Regions from separate parts of the Capra hircus genome. Here region 1 is linked to region 2. The links are chromatin contacts, called in public Hi-C maps. All regions are on one chromosome and are shown on one strand. The core of a region is the stretch at or near the end of the contact, and the rest is flanking DNA. Distances in the headings are between cores, read along the strand shown. Region 1 holds the start of RAB37 (ras-related protein Rab-37). Region 2 overlaps RAB37 (ras-related protein Rab-37).

Region 1 (6,814 bases), core at 3,572-6,071, 57 kb after region 2:
GTTTGGGATCTGGGATTATAAACAAGAGCCCCCGCAAACTGCAATTTGATGTCTTACCCATGGGCTGGACGCACCATCTGGGTGCTGTGCTGTGCTAAGTCGCTTCAGTTGTGCCCAGCTCTTTGCGACCCTACGGACTGCAGCCCGCCAGGCTCCTCTGTCCACGGGGTTCTCCAGGCAAGAATGCTGGAGCGGGTTGCCATGCCCTCCTCCAGGGGATCTTCCCACCCCAGGGATGGAACCTGCATCTCTCACGTCTCCCTCATTGGCAGGCAGCTTCTTCCACTAGCACCACCTGGGAAGACCCTTTCCCAGTTGGGATTCCAGGTTGCTGTCAGTGAGGGACTCCCCAGTGCTTTCAAGTCTGGTTGAAGGTTGTGGGCCTGATTTGGTGATGTATAGACTGTTACCTTTGTCTGCTGTTTCTATTTCTTTTCTTTTAATGACAGCATATTGCAATTAATTCAAATAAGCCTCTATTAAATATTGGAACTGTTTATGTGTGTGTAACAAGCAGTTTCTTTTGTTAACAAATCCTTCAAACCTAAAACAAAAGTAAAACTTTTGGTGAAACAGTATCCCATACCTCACCTCCCAGAGAAAAGAGATGTTTGCCTTAGGAAATCAGGGTTGCGATATTCACACAGAAGTCAGGAGTTTTGCGTAGGTAGCTCAGTCCCCTGGGATTGTGTCTGTGAAATGTCTGTGTGTGTTTCTGTGTATGAAGCTGCTGCTTTTCTCATGAAGCTTCATCATGTTAGGTGAGACCCAACGTGACACCTACTGAAGTTGTTCTGGACCTCAAGATGGGTGTCCTAATAACAACCATTTATTGAATTTTCTAATACACCTGATAAATAAATAAAGATATTACATTATGTTATCTAACATTTTCACTCAAAAAAAAAGCAAACCCTCAGCAAGCCAGGTATTATTATCCCTGTTTTATAGATAAGAAAAATAAGGCTCACAGATGTCTTTCAGAATCAAATCAAGGTCTGGTCTGATTCCAAGTCTGGGGTTTCTTTCCACCATACAGCAATATCTTTTCTCTGGCAGGTTTCTAGGACTATCCTACATAAAATTTAGTAGCTCTGTCAAAACATTAAATAATACTTCACCCTCTGAAAAGGTGACCTCTGGGGAGGAGGATGGGGGCAGTATGTAGGAAAAACGTTGGGGGTGGTTTCTGGGAAGCTGGTAAGGTTCTTCTTCTTTTTTTTTTTTTAATTTGTTTTTTGGCTGCATCGCGTGACATGTGAAATCTTAGTTCCCTGCCCAGGGACTGAACGCGTGCCCCTGAAATGGAAGTGCAGATTCCTTTTTCTTACAATTTATTTGCTTATTTTTGATGGTGCTGTCTTTGCTGCTGGGTGGCTTCTCTCTTGCTGCCGTGAGTGGGGCTGCTCTCTGGCTGCGGTGTTCAGGCTTCTCACTGGGTTGGCTTCTCCAGCTGCGGTGTTCACAGGCTCTATGGTGCAGGCGCTAAACTCTCTGTGGCATGTGGGCTCGGCAGTTGTGGCTGGAGGGCTCTACAGCACAGGCTTAGTTACTCCACGGCGTGTGGGATTTTCCTGGATCAGGGATGGAATCCTTGTCTCCTGCCCTGGGAGGCAGGTTCCCTACTCCTGAGCCACCAGGGAAACCAGGAAGTGCAGATTCTTAACCACTGGATCTCCAAGGAAGTCCCAGTAATGTTCTGTCTTCATTTTGGTAGTGGTTGCACAGAAGTGCTCACTTTGTGCTAACCCATCAGGGTATAGACATATGGTTTGAGCTTTTCTTGTATGTGTAATTCTTCAATAAAATGTTTATTTAAAAAGAATCCTCCCTAGCAATTAATGTTGGGAGGGAGCCCTCCCTCCTACAGTCAATTTGTTATAACGAACCAACAGGAATTCCTTGGACTCTGTTACACAGTAAAGTTTAAAATGATACAAATATGTTGATACCCTGTCTCTTTACAAAAAGTTTTCTAAGTGGATCACAATAAGAAGTCGTGTACAATAATAAAATAATACTAGGAGGAGGTGACCAGTATTATAAGAAAAGGAAAATTGCAACCCACATATGTTACCCTGTTTGGTATCACAGAAGGTTTAAGGCCAGCTTCTACCCTCAAGGTGCTCACAACCAAGTTGAAGATATTGAGCATTTACTGGTGGTAAGTGGACACCTGTCTTCAAATGTATTGGAACTTGTAGGAATAGGCTCCCTTCCAATTTGGTAATCAATAAACCCAAAGGAAGTGAACGTTCTCATGGGCTATAGCCTAGATTTCCTGTGTGGGTAATTGAGGTGGGAAAGACCATACATGATCAATAATTTTGAAACTTGGACCACCAAGTCTTAAAGCTTTTTAAATGGATATTTATATCTTTATAGGATGGATTGGAGAGACCCATATATCTAGTCACTAGGATGCTTTTGTAATTGATTTGCAATTAAATTCCCTTTTGTTTGCATGCATTTTTGACTGAGGCTAGATTCACCACCTCTAAGAACACAGACCTTATTCTAGTTTATTTCAAACAGTGGTGGTTTTTAAACTTCCTAACTGGGGAAGTTATGCATTTTTCTTCTTCTCTATACCTTAGAGGTTCAGGGGCCTAAAGGGAGAAGTCACTGGACTCATCAAATCTATAGACCCTCTTCTCTTCATAGTTGGCTTTCTACAATTTGTATCAGAAATAGCCAGTGTGGCACCTGGCAGTATCTGAAAGCTTAATGTGCATATTTATTTTCTAGAGATCATGTTAAAACACATATTTAGATTCAGCAGGTCTGGGGTGGAGCCTGAGATGTCACATTTCTAACAAGCTCTAAGGTAACGTCAATGCTGCAGGTCCGTGGACTTCACTTATAGAGAGAAAAGAATATTAGACTTAATATAATTCCTGGCTTTTAGCATGTTGCCATTCACTACCTTGTTTACTTGGGCAAGTCACTTTACCACTCCAGGTTTGAGTTTCCTCAAATATCAACTGGGAGGCATGCATGGATGCTAGTAGGCTTCAGTCGTGTTTAACTCTGTGTAACCCTAAGGACTGTAGCCCACCAGGCTCCTGTCCATGGGATTCTCCAGGCAAGAATGCTGGAGTGGGTTGCCATGCCCTCCTCCAGGGGATCTTCCTGACCCAGGGATCAAACCCACATCTCCTATGTTTCCTGCATTGGCAGGTGGGTTCTCTACCACTAACACAACCTGGGAAGGCCAACAACTGTATAGTAGAGAACAAAAGTGGATGAGATTACTTCAAAGCTTACATTCATGGAATTTTCAGAGTGATACCTTGATTAAAAAAAATCTCCATGTATAGGACTGTGTGCTGCCTTTCAGGGACTAAAAGATAAACCAGTGTTAACAAAGCAGGAAATAAAAGGGCTGAACGAAGAAGGCAGAGAAAGAGATGAGGAGCAATGGTGACTTCTTATGGCAAAATATATATTCTGCTTATTCACAGTGATTTAAACAAATATTTATTTATTTGGCTGCGTCGGGTCTTAGTTGTGGATACAGGAAACTTTAGTTACAGCTTGTGGGATCTAGTTCCCTGACCAGGGATCGAACCCAGGCCCCCTGCATTGGAAGTGTAGAGTATTAGCCACTGGACCACCAGGAAAGTCCTGACTGATGGGTTTGAATTGAAAAGTGTTGCCTGGAGGGAGGCTGCTACTTTTCCCCAACAATCCACTTCAAGAGGATGTTATTGATAATTTACATTACTGATAATTTAGTTATGTTACTGATAACTTAGTTATATAAAAATCTTGAATGAGAGAAGCAACGGGTGAGTGTGAGCTATGAAATAAGCACTTTCAGGAAGCTATGAGTGAGTCCTGGCTGGAGGGCAGGTTTCCGGAGGTGCAAGGGAGTCTGGTTTGAAAACAACAGTTTATTTTTGCTGCAGACCACTTCGATGTTTAATTTCAGCCAAGTTGGCCAGGAATTCGGGTATTTGACCACAACCACCAGACTTAATGGGACTGGAGCTTGGGAGGCAAGGGTGGAAGAACAATGTACCCTTCCACAAGGGTTATGGAATGCAAAGGTTCTTGAGGGTCACAGGGCTGAGAGTCAGGAGAGAGGATGTGAGAAAGGGATCCAAGTGATTTAAATGAATGAATGAAGCCCCTGACGATCTGAACCTCTGGCGGCGGCCCCTCCCCCGTGTACCCGCATCTGTTTTAAGTAACAAACAACATCAGGCAGAAAGGATCCCCCAGGCTCACAGAAACGGTCTAGTTTCCCTCTAAGTTCCAAAGCCAAGAGAAGAGAGAGAACTGGTGACGGAGCCCTCCCCCAGGATTGAGATGGGAGCCGGGGGTGGGGGTGGTGGTGGGGGTGACCCGAGGAGATCCTTACCTTATGCAGGACGTGCTCATGGAAGTCAGGGCCGGCTCCCCCTTGGTAGGAGTCGAGTCTCTGCAGGTCCATTCCCGGCTTGGAGCCCGCTGTTCCCCGCTCTCCCAGCGCTCTGCGTCAGCTCCGTCCGGTCTCCTACGGGTGCAGCAGGCTCGGGTCTAAGCCCGGCCGGCCTGCCGCATCCGTTTCAGCACTGGACAGCTCCCGCAGCCGCTGCGGCGCGGTACCCTAAGAGCAGGCGGCCTCTCCCTTCTGCGACCGCAGTGTTTCAGCACCAGGAACAGCGATACCGTCCCTGCGCGCCCAGGGCCAGAGTTCTGAGATCCCGTCCCCTGTCTCGCGACTCCAGGCTGTTGGGAGGGATGGAAGATTTCAGTCTAGCCTGCAGTCCGTGCGAATCTCATTCAGCTACCGGATCCTGGGATCTCAGCGTTCCGGCTGCGTTCTCAGGGCATTGTGGTCCCGGGAGCTCACCATTCCTGATTTTTAGTGACCGAACATCCCCGTCACAGCACGCAGCTCAGCTCTCCTCCTGCGGTTGCAGAGGCGAAGCCCAGCGGCGCTGGAGCCACTTCTCTTTGATCTCTAGACAGTTCCCTACAAGATGTATGAGGTCTACAGTTGAGGGCCCAGAGGGGTCCCTGAAGTTTCTGAAATAATTTGCACAATTCTGCTTACCTGCATTTCCCTACAGAGAGGGTCCAGAGCTTAAATTACACTCTCTAGGATGTGTATGTCCCCCTCCCCCAAACTTAAGAACACTTGGCTTGGGAAAGGCAGAAGGGCTATTTGATTTGGGCTCCAGAATTCAAATCATAACTCTGAAAAATGATGGCTTCCCTGGGGGCTCAGCTGGTAAAGAACCTGTCTGCAATGAGGGAGACCTGGGTTCGATCCCTGGGTTGGGAAGATCCCCCGGAGAAGGGAAAGGCTCCCCACTCCAGTATTCATTCAGGCCTGGAGAATTCCATGGACTGTATAGTCCATGGGGTAGAAAAGAGTCGAACATGGCTGACCGACTTAAGAACAATTGGCTTGGGTGAGGCAGAAGGGTTGTTTGATTAAGGGTACGGGCTCCAGAGTTCAAATCACAACTCTGAAAATGATAAGCTGTGTAACCTCGGCAAGTTACTTAACTTCCCCTAAGCCTCCATGAAGTGGAAATAATAATAGTACCTACGTCATGGTGTTGTTCTGAGGTTTTAATAAGTTTATTCACATAAAGAGCCTAGAATGGTGCCTGACACGTATTAGGAACTCAAAAAATGTTAGCTATTGTGCCTTCTGGACAAGGGAATGAGAACTCTGTCTACTTCTCCTAAACACTGGGAAAGTCCTGCTGCTGGGACCAGCAATTTGCAGGCTTTTGTTACCACCTGAAAAAGTGAACTTGAAGTTGACCCCTATGGGAACAGGGAGCTGAGAAGTGATCTCAGGGGTCATCCTCATATGATGACTTGGGCATTCAGCAAGCAACTACCTCATTAGACACAAATTCTATCACCACCAGCTTCTAGAGACAATACAATATGGAAGGAAAGGGCCAGGCCTAAGATTAAAAGGGTGCATTTTACTTCTAGGTTTCAATTTCTTTTTTGGCTAGGTGGCTTTAACCAAACCATGCAAGTCTTCTGGGATAGCTTATGTTTTCTCATCTGTAAAATAGGTTGAACAATTTGTGCCTATCTCATTGGGCTTTTGTGAGGAGTGAATGAGACAACTATGTGAAAAATATTTCTTTCTTTTTAAACTGTAAAACCAACCAAAGAAACAGAAATTTGATTTCCAACCTATTTTTCTGGGCTTCATGCCTTCTGGACCTTTTTGTAACATTTTAAATCAACATAATAATTTTTGAAAACACCTTGTTCTCACAGAAATTACATTTTGGATTGGTATGTTTTTAATATTTGGAGCTGCTCAAGTGTCATTGGCAAGAAACTTTGTTACCTGAAAACTGGGTTTACCTCTTGGGGGAGTGTCTAACCAAAGACGCAACCAAGCCAAAGGGTGAGAGAAGGAAGGATTAATTACTTGCAGTAAGTAAGGAGAACACCAGGGGTCTTTCCCAAAGCAGTTTCTCCCCAAACAGCAAAATTGGGAAAATTTTAAGCTAAGGGTGCCTGGGCTTCCCAGATGGCTCAGTGGTAAAGAATCTGCTTGCTGATGCGGGAGACATAGGAGATGTGAGTTGGATTCCTGGGTTGGGTTCTATCTCTGGATTGGGAAACTCCCCTGAAAGAGGAAATGGCAACCCACTCCAGTATTCTTGTCTGGAAAATCCCATGGACAGAGGAGCCTGGCAGGCTACAATCCATGGGGTCATAGAAGAGCCAGACATGACTTAGCAACTGAGTACAGCACAGCACCGGAGAAGGCGATGGCACCCCACTCCAGTACTCTTGCCTGGAAAATTCAATGACAGAGGAGCCTGGTAGGCTGCGGTCC
Region 2 (6,856 bases), core at 1,301-3,800:
AGCGCCCGGGTTGCGGCTGCCCAGCGTGGCCGGCAGGCGACGCCCGAGCTCCATCCGGCCTGCGGTCCACAGGTGGCTGGGGTGGGGGGACTGGGGGCGGGGTCCGGGGAGAGTGGAAACGCCCCTGGGCCGCGCGGCGCGGGGTTCGAGAGCACGCTTGCGTCCTGAGCGCAGCTTGCAGGCAGTTTCGCTCTTGCTAGTGGGCCCTAGCTCGACGTCATCCGAATGTGATTGTGTTTTCCGACCGGTGGGTACTCACCATGCAGCGCACTTGCTTGGGCCCCCGGCGGTGCTTGCACTTTGACACTTCCCCTGTTCCCCCCTGACCTCTTGGGCTGTGCCCAGAGTGTCCCCTACCGGGAGAGCTTTCCCAGGCGGGCTTCCCGGCACACTTCCCAATCCAGGTGCTCCTCCAGGCAGGACTAGCCTTATCCACGTGTGGCCCTCCCCTCTGGCACCTAGTAGGTCTTAAAGCCTGGTACCAAATGAATTCATAAAGTTGTGAATCAGTTTGAGCTGAGTCTCTAGGACCTCCCAGGAATCCTCCTGCTTTTGTTGACAGAGACTAAGAGTGTGTCCAGGGGTGGTCCAGAGCAAAGTTCAGGGGCCCTGGCCTGGGCTAACCATTCAATTCAATTCAGTTCAGTCGCTCAGTCGTGTCTGACTCATTGCAACCCCATGGACTGCAGCACGCCAGGCTTCCCTGTCCATCACCAACTCCCGGAGCTTACTCAAACTCATGTCCCTCGAGTCGGTGATGCCATCCCACCATTCAATTACCTGATCCCAAATCCTACATAAGTGCGGTCAGGTTCCCATGGAATAGGGTGGGTACTTTACAGAGGGACTGGGTGAGGGGCATGTAGAGGGGCAGGGGCCCTGCACCTCTTTAATGAGGTATTGTGGGTGAGGGACAAGGGGCAGGCCTGGCTTACGGGCGACCATAAGCCTCGTGGGGACTGTATGTGTACACCTGCCTCCTGCCCTGGAACTTTAGGCATCACTTGGAGCTATTTTCCATGGAGCACTGTTTTTATTTATTTATTTATTTGGCCTCAAAGTGCAGCATGTGGGATCTTAGTTCCCTGACCAGGGATCAAACCCACCCACCTTGCTTTAGAAGTGTGGAGTCTTAACCGCTGCACCACCAGGGAAGTCCCAGGAGCTGTTTTCCGGAAGTGGGTGTGCCACAACCTCATGCCACATAGGGAGGGACGCGAGCAGGGAGGACACAGAGCCCTGCCTATGTGCCCTCTTGCCTGCTATTTGGGCGTCGCAGGCTTTGGTCTCAAATAACGCCCCAGTCTGTTCAGTGTTCTGAGGGCTCACACAGGAACCCTGCAGGGTTTTAGCCCAAGAGGGTGATGACTGAGGGGGAAGGAGAGAGGGGATGTGGTCTGGTCCTCTTTGGCTTTCCTCTGCCAACCAGGCTGATGTGGGTTGCATTGTGATTCCCCCCTTCTCAGAGACAAGCTCAAGTCCTAAGCTCTAACAACTCAGAATGTGACCTTATTTGGAAGTAGGGTCATTGCGGGTATAATTATTTAAGATGAGGTCTTAGAGGAGAGGTTATTGTTTGGTTGCTAAGTCGTGTCTGATTCTTTGCAACCCTGTGGACTGCAGCATGCCAGGCTTCCTTATCTTTCACTATCACCCGGAGTTTGCTCAAACTCATGTCCATTGAGCTGGTGATGCCATCCAGTTATCTCATCCTCTGTCATCCCCTTCTCCTCCTGCCCTCAATCCCTCCTAGCATCAGGGTCTTTTCTGATGATTCAGCTCTTTGCATCAGGTGGCCAAAGTATTGGAGCTTCAGCTTCAGCATCAGTCCTTCCAATGAATATTCAGGGTTGACTTCCTTTAGGATGGATTGGTTTGCTCTCCTTGTAGTCCAAGGGACTCTCAAGAGTCTTCTCCAACACCGCAGTTCAAAAGCATCAATTCTTCAGTGCTCAGCCTTCTTTATGGTCCAACTCTCATATCCATACATGACTACTGGAAGAACCATAGCTTTGACTAAATGGACCTTTGTAGGCAAAGTCATGTCCCTGTTTTTTAATACACTGTCCAGGGAGGAGGAGGTGGGACCTCAATCCGACGTGAATGGTATCCTTTTAAGAAGAGGACGCAGGGAGAAAATGGCTATGTGGAGACAGATGTAGAGCTGGGAGCGTTGCAGCTACGAGTGAAGGAATGCCAAGAGCTTCCAGGAGCTGCCAGAGGCTGGGAGAGGCGAGGAGGGGCCTTCCCTTGAGCCTTCAGAGGGAGTGTGGCCCTGCCTATGCCTTGATTTCTGGCCTCCAGCTGTGGTTTGTGTCGGCTTCCGCAAGACCGTCTTTGTCCTGTGGCAGGTTTGGGATGGAGAAAGTTGCCCATTGGTGTGGATGCTCTAGAAATGGTGGAGAAATACAAGCGCTGTGTGGCTGCATCTCCACTGTGGGCAGGTTGGTAGCAGTGGGGCATGAAGCCCACTAACATGGCAGAGAGGCCCGGCTGGACTCCTCTGGGCTGTGTCTGTCTGGCCTGCCAGGTCTGGGGCCTGTGGGTGGTGTTGTGTGCGCAGTATGTCACATGCTGTCCTCTGGGACACTGCAGCATCAGGTGGGGTGTTCAAGGGCAGCCTCCAGGGAGGCAGAAGTGAGAGGGGGTCAGGGATGTTCAGAGCTGGGAGGTGCCAGGGTGGCAAGTGTTGCCCCAAAGGGAGGCTGCACAGCCCACTCAGAGATGGGGAGTGTCTTTAGACAGGAGGGGTGGCGGAGAGAGCGGACGGAGGATGCAGCCTCTGGGGAGTCCAGCCTTCCTGACGGCCTCTCTAGTGTTGTGTACACGCTGGGGCAGCCTGCATCTCCCCGAGTGCTCACACCGGGCACACGTCACCCCACCCACTCCTAGCACCTTACCACAGACACACACACATACACCTCACATGACACACACAGAGAGACACGTCACGCCCCATCAGAGACACCTCACACCCAGACACGCACATGCCTCATATGATGGACACACACACCTCACGTGACACACACACACAGACACGTCATGCCCCATCAGAGACACCTCACACCCAGACATGTGCACGCCTCATATGACAGACAGACACACCTACAGACACACATACACACACACACACACAGAGACACGTCACACCCCATCAGAGACACCTCACACCCAGACACGCACACACCTCATATGACAGACACACACACCTACAGACACACACACACACAGACACACACACAGAGACATGTCACACCCCATCAGAGACACCTCACACCCAGACATGTGCACACCTCATATGATGGACACACACACCTACAGACACACACACACACAGAGACACACACACAGAGACACGTCACACCCCATCAGAGACGACCTCACACCCAGACACGCACACAACTCATATGACAGACACACACACCTCACGTGACACACACACACAGACACACACACAGAGACACGTCACACCCCATCAGAGACACCTCACACCCAGACATGTGCACGCCTCATATGACAGACACACACACCTCACGTGACACACACATCTCACATGACACACACACACAGACACGTCATGCCCCATCAGAGACACCTCACACCCAGACATGCACGCACCTCATATGACGGACACACACACCTCACGTGACACACACACACAGACACACACACAGAGACACGTCACGCCCAGACATGCACACACCTCATATGACAGACACACACACATACACCTCACATGACAGACACACAGACACGTCATACCCCATCAGAAACACCTCACACCCAGACATGCACATGCTTCATATGACAGACACACACACCTCATGTACACACACACAGAGACACGTCACACCCCATCAGAGACGACCTCACACCCAGACATGCACACAACTCATATGACAGACACACACACCTCACGTGACACACACACACAGACACACACACAGAGACACGTCACACCCCATCAGAGACACCTCACACCCAGACATGTGCACGCCTCATATGACAGACACACACACCTCACGTGACACACACATCTCACATGACACACACACACAGACACGTCATGCCCCATCAGAGACACCTCACACCCAGACATGTGCACGCCTCATATGACAGACACACACACCTACAGACACACACACACACAGACACACACACAGAGACATGTCACACCCCATCAGAGACACCTCACACCCAGACATGCACACACCTCATATGACAGACACACACACCTACAGACACACACACACACAGACACACACACAGAGACACGTCACACCCCATCAGAGACACCTCACACCCAGACATGCACGCACCTCATATGACGGACACACACACCTCACGTGACACACACACACAGACACACACACAGAGACACGTCACGCCCAGACATGCACACACCTCATATGACAGACACACACACATACACCTCACATGACAGACACACAGACACGTCATACCCCATCAGAAACACCTCACACCCAGACATGCACATGCTTCATATGACAGACACACACACCTCATGTACACACACACAGAGACACGTCACACCCCATCAGAGACACCTCACACCCAGACACGCACACACCTCATATGACAGACACACACACCTCATGTGACACACACACAGAGACATGTCACACCCAGGCACACACATACCTCACACCCCATCACAGACAGCAGACAGCTCACACCACAGACACACAATGGCTCACACCACAAATACACATCTTACATCATGCACACACCTCACACACACACCTCAAATCATATACACCACCCAGGCCACAGAAACACACACTGCTCACATCATGCACACCTCAAGTCAAGTCACATAAGCACCTCAAATCATTCCGCATGCACCGCTTTTATCAGTGAGCATGGGTACCCTTCATATCAGACCATAGCCACACAATGCCTCACCCCCTCTGCAAACACACACATCTCACATCCCTCAAACACGTGTCACCACTTCACGGTCACAGACCGGACTCAACACCACTTCCCAACATGCACGCTACATCACTGCACAGACACCCTCCTCACTGACCCCCACATCTCACACCTTCCCTAGAGGTAGAGATAACCCTCTGAATGCAGTGTCTCTCAATGACCCCAGCCCCTCTCATCACCCCCAAGTCCAGAAGGCACACACCCCACACTTCACCCCTAACCGATCTCCCTGACCTCCTCTGGTACACAAGTCACCCTGACACAACCTCCCAGTACGGAAGTGATGCTGCTGCGTGAAGCCTCATGGTTGTTCAGAGGAGGGCATTCAGGAGATGGGGGAGTGAGCGGAGGGGGCGGCAAGAAACCCGCAGAGCTGGGAGAACACCTACATTAGAGTCTGAGGTGCCTGACCGCCGGTCCCCACGTGCGCGTGGGTGAGCTTGGGATCCATGACTACAGGTAAACTGGAGATTTTTATGTGCATTACCTGCGCGTTTGGAAACCACTTGACTGAACGCACCAGAACTTGGCCTGCAGAGGACGGATTCCAACTTATTGGAAAGCAGTAGATGAGCCACTGATGGTGCTAGGTGCTGGGGACCAGGGATGAGGCTTTAGAAAGATGAACGTTACAGTTGTGTTCAGGCAAGACTGGAGAGTTTAGGGGACACTGAGACAAGACATAGCCAGGAGAACCTGACTGAGGGGGAGGGAGCCGGCTGGGGAGACTGCTGTGTGAACCCTGTGGGTGTTCACACCCCAGTAAACTCATCCACAGGACTATGCCACCAGTTTGGTGCAGATGATGACGGAGAAGTTGGCAAAGACCTTGCTTTGAGAGCCATCTACCTAGGACCTGGGCAGGTCCCACTTCCAGAAGCAATGAGCTCAGAGGTTCTAGAGGGGGCCTGGGGGCAGATCCCAGTGGTCTCCCCACCCACCTCTGTCTCCTGTATTTATTGTTATTATTACTAACTTTTTTTTTGGCCATGCAGCAAGTGGGATCTTATTTCTCCAACCGGGGATTGAACTGATGTCTCCCGTAGTGGAAGCACAGAATCCAACCACTGGACCACCAGGGAATTCCCCACCTCTGTCTCCTTTAAAGTGAAGGTCAAGGATTCCTCCTCTCTCCTGCTGCCCAGGCTCCACTCAGCCTAATGAGCTGGGTCAACAGGACACCCACCCACCCCCACCAGCTACCAGGAATTCTGACCACAGCCAGGGCTGGCCACAGGACATTTGCACATGGCCAGCTCATTGGAAAAGATTTTGATGCTGGGAAAGATTGAGGGCAAGAGGAGAAGGGAGCAACAGAGGATGAGACGGTCAGATGGTATCACTGACTCAATGGACATGAGTTTGAGCAAACTCAGGGAGATGGTGAAGAATAGGGAGGATGGCGTGTTGCAGTCCATGGGGTCACAAAGAGTCAGACATGATTTAACGACTTAACAACAACGAGCTGTCAGCAGTGTTTCAAGTTAATGTGCAAACGACAGGTGGACAAGCAAGTGTCCGGCAGCCCAGCTCTCTGGGGGCCCCCAGACCACTGATATTGGGAGGAGACCCCCGTGTCCTCCAGCCCCTGTGTCAGAGGACATGGGAGACTTCACCTGCTGGGCAGAGATCCAGCTGGTCTGAGCAGAGGGTTGGAAGGAGACCCGTCTCTGGGAAGGAAACGAGTGGAAAGTCCCTTGCCTCTGGCGCTAGCCAGAGGAGTGGGGAGGGGGCTTGTGGAGGAAACCAGTGTTTTCCCAAAGGAGTGGGGAGGGGGCTTGTGGAGGAGACCAGTGTTTTCCCAATGAATGCTGCAGGCCTCTTTGTGTGGAGCTGGGCCGTGGTGCCTGGCCCGGGGTTAGTCACGTGTCCTCGCCGTGGCCCCTGTCACGGGCTGTCA

The links. Hi-C and Micro-C count contacts between places; a contact is called where the count stands out from the background.
Region 1: a contact with region 2 is called in a Hi-C map of blood, with 2.0 times the contacts expected there. The contact joins the promoter of RAB37 here to the enhancer-like site in region 2. A contact is called at or near these places in 2 of 5 Hi-C or Micro-C datasets (both in blood).

Annotation. Positions count from the first base shown.
Region 1 is chr19:55,927,772-55,934,585 of ARS1.2, forward strand. RAB37 (ras-related protein Rab-37) reads right to left here and starts at 4,822. Exons shown (of 9, transcript XM_018063868.1): 1 at 4,367-4,822. The coding sequence starts at 4,438.
Region 2 is chr19:55,873,496-55,880,351 of ARS1.2, forward strand. The region is part of intron 2 of RAB37 (ras-related protein Rab-37); the gene reads right to left. Among named protein-coding and RNA genes, the nearest start is that of SLC9A3R1, 13 kb to the left of the region's middle. Within about 2 kb of position 2,551, at least 1 of the 5 cell types and tissues checked has an H3K27ac peak or open chromatin away from gene starts, as enhancers often do.